Regions from separate parts of the Capsicum annuum genome. Here region 2 is linked to region 1. A link is a contact called in public Hi-C data. All regions are on one chromosome and are shown on one strand. Each heading gives the region's core, a stretch centred on a gene start, on an enhancer-like site or on the middle of the called end of the contact. The rest is flanking DNA. Distances are from core to core; before and after follow the strand shown. Region 1 overlaps LOC107874123 (ISWI chromatin-remodeling complex ATPase CHR11). Region 2 has its middle 21 kb from the start of LOC107874939.

The links. Hi-C and Micro-C count contacts between places; a contact is called where the count stands out from the background.
Region 2: a Hi-C map of bud shows a contact between it and region 1, with 2.3 times the contacts expected there. The contact joins two enhancer-like sites. A contact is called at or near these places in 2 of 5 Hi-C or Micro-C datasets (bud and placenta).

What each region holds. Positions count from the first base shown.
Region 1 is chr6:164,622,722-164,626,017 of UCD10Xv1.1, reverse strand. LOC107874123 (ISWI chromatin-remodeling complex ATPase CHR11) reads right to left here. Exons shown (of 25, transcript XM_047414941.1): 22 at 2,296-2,474; 23 at 1,998-2,213; 24 at 1,825-1,926; 25 at 1,038-1,511. The coding sequence ends at 1,494. Among protein-coding and RNA genes, the nearest start is that of LOC107874123, 10 kb to the right of the region's middle. Within about 2 kb of position 1,442, at least 3 of the 5 cell types and tissues checked have an H3K27ac peak or open chromatin away from gene starts, as enhancers often do. A contact at or near this core is called in bud, where this site is marked.
Region 2 is chr6:164,885,018-164,888,555 of UCD10Xv1.1, reverse strand. No RefSeq gene overlaps it. Among protein-coding and RNA genes, the nearest start is that of LOC107874939, 21 kb to the left of the region's middle. Within about 2 kb of position 2,120, at least 4 of the 5 cell types and tissues checked have an H3K27ac peak or open chromatin away from gene starts, as enhancers often do. A contact at or near this core is called in bud, where this site is marked.

The DNA.
Region 1 (3,296 bases), core at 193-2,692:
ACTTAAACCGAGGGTCTTTTAGAAGCAACCTCTCTACCTCCACAAGGTAATGGTAAGGTCTGCACACATTCAACTCACCCCTCCCCAAAACCCTCTCGTGAAATTTCACTGGCTTCTTGTTGTAGTACTGGTAAACATGCATTACACAGCTAGAAAGACGAAGGAAGAACTTTTTAAAAAAAATGTTTCCCTCTCTCTGTGTTTTTGAGCGAGTGTACGATGCTAAGATTTACCGATCAGATTCATGAATAATAAGAAACAATGCCTCTTGAAAAAATTATGAATAGTAACTGTCTAGACAAATAATAAATGTAACAACATGATCATATGCCAAGGAAAGATGCAGTACAATGAGTACAAATAGAAAAGAAAGAGATAAAGAGAGGAAGTTAAGTCTTTACCTTTTTTGGGAGTTCTTTGTTTGGTAGCTTACAGGAATAATAAGCTAAGGAAATATACGAAGGGTGTTTTTAGCACGGAAATATTCTTCCGAAAACTAAATTTTTTCTCATTTATTTTCTAGTGTTTAATGGTAAAGCAAACAAATATTGTTCTTCCAATAGCATTTACATGTACTCCAAGAAACACCGAGGATGCAGGCTTAGGGTGGAGGGCCTGGTGGGTTTGGCGTGGAAAGGAGACAGCAAATTTGAAATGTCAATTATCACTGCCATAATCACCAACCATGTGGTTCCAAACTGGACTACCTACATCAATCCTCACAAAGTATTCTCCACTTCCTTTTCCATACCCGAAACCACAACAACAACAGCATCAATAACATAGCCAATGAAATCCCCCAGGCATACCCGAAACCACAGCCAACAAAAGTTGCCTCTGCCTGGTACACACCTTCAACGCCAGTGATTCTGTGAATGACTAGACACTCTGCTTACATACCTTTTCAAGCAAGCTTCAACAGATTTTTGGCGGAGACAGGCAGATAATCTCCTCTGATTGGCATTTCAATCCTTGTAAATTAATCACCACTTCTATGCTACCAAACCAGTCAGGTACAAGCCAGTTGAAACAAAATATAAATGGTTCAAGAAATGGCAACTGTATATATAGCAGAAAAGCACACATACTGCAAACGTTGCTTCCTAAAAAGTAAAATATAATAAAGTGTATCCCTGACTATCTATGTAGTGGTTATATGAACTCCAGCGGGATTATAAATAACAAATTGTTATGAATATCTGCATTAGAAATGTAGTTACAGCTTAGGAGTTGGGGCAAGCCTGGTGGACTTGCTTTTTGTCGGACTAACAAATTATAAACCAAGTATCTTTCATTTCTCTACCAGTCAGATGGCATCCTGGAAATTTCAATGCCCTTGAGTCAATGATTGCCAGGGCAAGGAGATAGAGCATCAAATGTCGTTCTGAATAAAACACCAGATGATGGGATCACGAAAAAAATAATCTTCCCTTCCACTTTGAGGTCCCAACCAGCCACAGCTAACCTCCTCATCTTTGTACTCATTTCTAATCTCATTTTCTCCTCTTTCCCTGGAGAAAGGAAAGAATGATGGTTATACACAAATATACAACATACCAATGTATTCCCACAAAGTGGGGTCTGGGGAGGGTAAAGTGTAAGCAGTCCATACCACTACCTCAGATGAAGTAGAGTGTGTAAGTACTTACTGGTTATACACAAATACGGAACCCATAAACAGTACTTTAACCGAAAGAAGAATAAATTAAAAGAAATACTTACTGAGCTGAAAATGATGGTTATACACAGATATGGAACTCACAAATATGGAACTCATAAACAGTATTGTAACCAGAGGAAGAATAAATTAAAAGAAATACGTACTGAGCTGACATAGTCATCCATTGACAATTGCTTCCGCTTCTTCAGAGCAGAAGGGCTTTCAGCAGCCTGTCTTGCCAAAGTGCGGTTTGATGGGGTCATGTTCTGTCGAAATAGAAAAATTAGCATCAATCCTATTTACCTCCAAGAAATGAGTCAAGAGGCTGCTATTTAACCTTCGCAAGCTTCTTTTCTTTGCGTGCCTGCCTCTCCCTCTCGTCAAATTCTTGATTTTCCCTTTCAATCAACCGAATAAGTGCATCGCATCTTCTGGCAAGTTCTTGAGTGGTACGAGACTTCACAAACCAATCAAAACGGAACAAGGGTGATGTGCGAAATGCAGCCTTCAGCTCATCCCAGTTTCCATAGCCAAGCTTGTGAACCATACATATCTATAAAAATAACCACAATAATCATTTTACCTGATGGTGGGTTAAATTCTAAAAGTCAACCTTTGAATTTCAGTCAACTCACCATGAAACGATCACACTCCTCGTTATACAGCTTTCCTTTGTTCTGACCATACTGGATTTTCAATTCCAACCATGGATTTTTGTATCGATCCAGCTTCTTACCAATTGCTTTCATAATCTCATCTCTTCGCGAAATTCTAGCCTCTCCTCTTTCAATGTTCTTAATAATCCTATCATAATCTGCAAGTTTTTAATCCATTAAACTAAACAAAAATCCTCCAAATGCTACATGCTCTACATGCATACAAATATTAACCCATAAATAATTATAATTATTTGTAAAAGCCTAGCTCTGCCTGTATACCAACTATCAAGAAATTTTTAGCCGGTTTTCTAATCCTAGTTCTACATCATCAATTAGCAGGGTATATTTGTAAAGCCTGCTCTATCTAAACTAAAGAAAATAAATATTAGAAACAAAACTTTTTAATACACTCCCATCGCAAGACCAACCTGTGGCCTGTACTCTTAATTGTCCCAAACAGTGTTCACTTTCTTAAAAGGAAAAGTAATTGTTTAATAAAATGATAGAACAAAAAATATTGCACAAGACCCACTTTATGCAATGCAAGCTCTCCTTTGCAATGGTGTTTGGATTGGATAGTTTTTCAAAAATCAAAACCAGACAAAAATTACTTGGTTTCAAAATCAATTTTTGGATTTCGGGAACCAAAGATAACAAAAGAACATGTTATGAAAGAACCTTTTCTTCCCCCATTGCATTGCTGATCAACAATATCACTTCAACCCTCCTAAAAATTTCATCCAGTTTTCCCACCCTTTCAATATGACCATAATACTTCTCTTCCATTCACATCATAAGCTATTGTTCAAGGTGTATAATAAGCCATCTACCTATTTGTTAGTTCTAGTTTTTATATTAGCACCAAGGGTGTGGTCTAGTGGTCAACAAAACAGAAGAACAATCATGAACCTCAGGTTCAAAACTCATCTGTCTAAGCCTTGATAGGCAGAGTTACACCTGTGTTGGTGGGAAGAAGC
Region 2 (3,538 bases), core at 871-3,370, 260 kb before region 1:
TTAATGTTTTGCTATTTTTTTCTTGCTTGTAAGTTAACTAGATAATAACAGGTTGTCTGCCAACATTTCGTTAGTATTTCTAAGTGCAAATTTGCAATTTCCTGTTTTATTGGAAAAATATTAACAATGAAGCAATAACTAAGTTGTGCTCCTCCTCTATATCTCAATTAGGCAGTTGTAAATTCCTTTACTTCCTTTCTTTCCTTGTTATTGAAATATCGATTGCTGATTACAAATGAGTTGGTGAAAGAGAGAAGCGTGGTGAGAGCCAAGGGGTTAAAAATAAACTGGTTAAAATGTTAAAATAAGCAAATATAAATTTTAATATTGTTTGGTCCAAGGCTTAGCATAAGGCCAAATACCACAGGTAAACACAATAAAATGCTAGGAGAGACTGACAAAAAGAACTCCTGCATCAACTACCCAAACTGCATCAACTACCCAAACTTGCACGTAATAGGTATTTCAATAACACGAAGAAAGAAAATGAATCTCCAACTGCCTAATTGAGATTAGAGAGGAGGTGCACCTTAGTTATCGTTTCATTGTTAATATTTTTCCAATAGAACAGGAAATTGCTAATTGCACTTAGAAACTCTAACAAAATTTTGGCAGACAACCTGTTATTATCTAGTTAACTTACAAGCAAGACCAAAACAACAAAGCATTAACTTGCAATGAAGAATCTCAATTTAAGGATTGAATGCCAAGTTGCTTACAGGACAAAGAGGAAGACCCGTAGCACTGAGATGGATAATGGTATTTATGTGAAGATCCATATTTACATTCCCCAAATTTCATGTAGTAGTGGCGTTTGGGCTGCTCGGGTCTATTTGGAAATGCAAATTCCTTCTGGATGTTGCTTGAAGCATCAGGAGAAGCAGTAAGAGACATACACGGTCCTGTGTAGGGAGGTGCTGAAGCAGATAGTTGCATAAACCCATAATCTGGACCTGCTCTAGCAGCAAATTGAGTAGTTTGGAAGGCCACTGGACTATCCAAAGTTTGTACATATAATTTAGGTATAATTACCCATATGTACAAGTCAAATTAACCGTTTTCCGGGACTATAGACCGATAATTTTTTATATGTAGATTAGCCAACATATATTCACAATGAAAAATATGAAATCAAATCTTTTTCTATGTTATTTTTTAACTTCTTTGTGCTGTAGAACCCTCTTCATTTTTTAAAATATGTATATATAATGTATCTTTTGGTATAACTGTGTTTAAACAATATATTCACACTATTTCTAGGGACTTTGAAGCCATAGAACGATTAGATCAAAGCACAAAGAACTCCATTGCTTTTTTATTGTACAACCTATTAAAGTTCCTCAAATTTGATATTCTTTTACGGGAACTTGCATATTTATATTGAATAAATATTATGGCAGAATGGTCTACTGGACTCTTGTATTTATTTGAATTTGTAAAGTGAACACCTCTACTTAGTCTTTAGTCATCTAAATCTTTTAACCTATCAAAACATAAGATTTTAAACCCCTAAAATAAATGATACGTCAAATTCACGTCAATAAATTAATGTCATGTCATAATTATTTTCATTAATTATTTTTAAAAATTATTAGTCTAACAACTAAGTTGTACAAACTCTTCATTTTTTATGCCACACCCATGTCAAATTCTTAAAAATACACTAATTTTGACAAATCCAACATGCACCCATTGACAATTTTGATGAGTCCGAGCAACATAGATCAACAATATTAAATAAAAAACAAACACCTTCCTCCACCTCTCCAAACACACAACCACTGACCCCTCCACCTCCACCTCCCCCAACCCACAACCACAGACACCACTATCCCCATCTCCCTCACACTATTTTTATTTTCTTTTGTTTTACACATAACAATTAGAACAACAACCAATACTCCATCTATTAACAATAGCAGAAAACACCTGCCTCCTATTTTATTTTATCTTCCCCATTTCACGTTAACACCGCCAGCCGTTGAATTAATGTCGCCACTCACCCTCTCATCCTCCTCTCCTCCCTTCTTCTCCCCCAACAACATCATGAATAATCTCCATTAAACCTTCAAATAACTAACTCAGTAACCTCCACCATTGATGCTTTCCTCCGTCGAGAAATCATGATTAATCGGTGACTAGCTCCATCCAAATTAACTGATCCGCCATTGATCCTTGACCAGTGAAACACCACAAGTAGCCACCTCACTGATTCTATTAGAACAATAATTCATTTATCGATTAAAAGTGTAGTACTCTAATTTAAGGAAAGAATCAAAACAATGAGTTTCTTGTTAGGGTCCACCGTCGAGGTTCTCCCTTAAACAATGTTCCTTTTAAGATATCAATTGAAGTGTTTTGAAAGAGGGAAATGGAGGGTGTGAGTAAAGGAACAAGGGTGGATGGAGCAAAGAAGAATGAAAGTTACATTTTTCTTTTTTTTTTTTCTTTTAAAAAGAAATTTTAATCAAGATTTTGTGTATACGTGCCCTATATGTATGAAATTGCTCATTTGTTCCAATTCACCCATTAAGTTACCACTTAAACTTGATCAACGGTCATGAGGGTTTAAAATCTTGAATTTTAATGGATTGACGGGTTCATATGACAAAGGGCTAAGTAGAGTGTCCACTTTATAAACTTGGACAAATACAAGGGTCCTATAGACCATTTTTCCTAAATAAATTAATTGATAACTTATTTGTATTGTTTTAAAAGCTACTACGCTAGACATGTAATTTATTGTCAAATAATAAAAGAGGTGAAAGAAAAGAAAAAGAAAGCACAAAATAGTTCTTCAAATTTCTCCACTGATTACAAATGAGTCAGTGAAAGAGACAAAAGGGGGTGAGACTCGAGGGTTCAAAAATAAACTGGTTAAAATGCTAAAATAAGATAATATGGGTAATAAATTAATAATTGGATCACTTTTGATTAACTAGATGACCGAAAGGTATCCGTGGGTAATTATTTCTATAATTTAACACTTTATAGATAAATAGTGCATTGCAAGAAAGTTCTATAATAACAGCGGCAAGAAACTCTTATAATATACATACCGAAGAAGGTGTTCAATCCGACATGGGAACCATTTTAGGAGGGAAAAGAATAAGACCATATGTGCAGGATGATAGGAACCTGAAAGCAGAGTAAGCCTTACAATTGGTCAGTTGCCAACAACCATTCCATATTGTTCAATTGAATGAACAAAAGAAGATTGTAGTGAAGGATAAGTGGCTATTGGGGGAATAGCCGCTGGCAAAGGAAAAGGTTCCTTATGAGAAATGGAAGAGATCCAGCTACTGATGGCACTTGCACACCAGCTGGCAGTGGATGATGAAATTTACAGGTGATGCCATATTTACACTGCTCCATTTTTATATAGTACGAACATTTTCTTTCATTCTGTAAAACGAACACAAATGAGTCAAATCGGAAAAATAATTTAATGGTAAAACTTTTTAGAGAGGAAAAGGAATGAAAACGCAAACGAATGGAGAAAAGAAGGCAGACCGGTCGCAACGGGTAACCATGAATA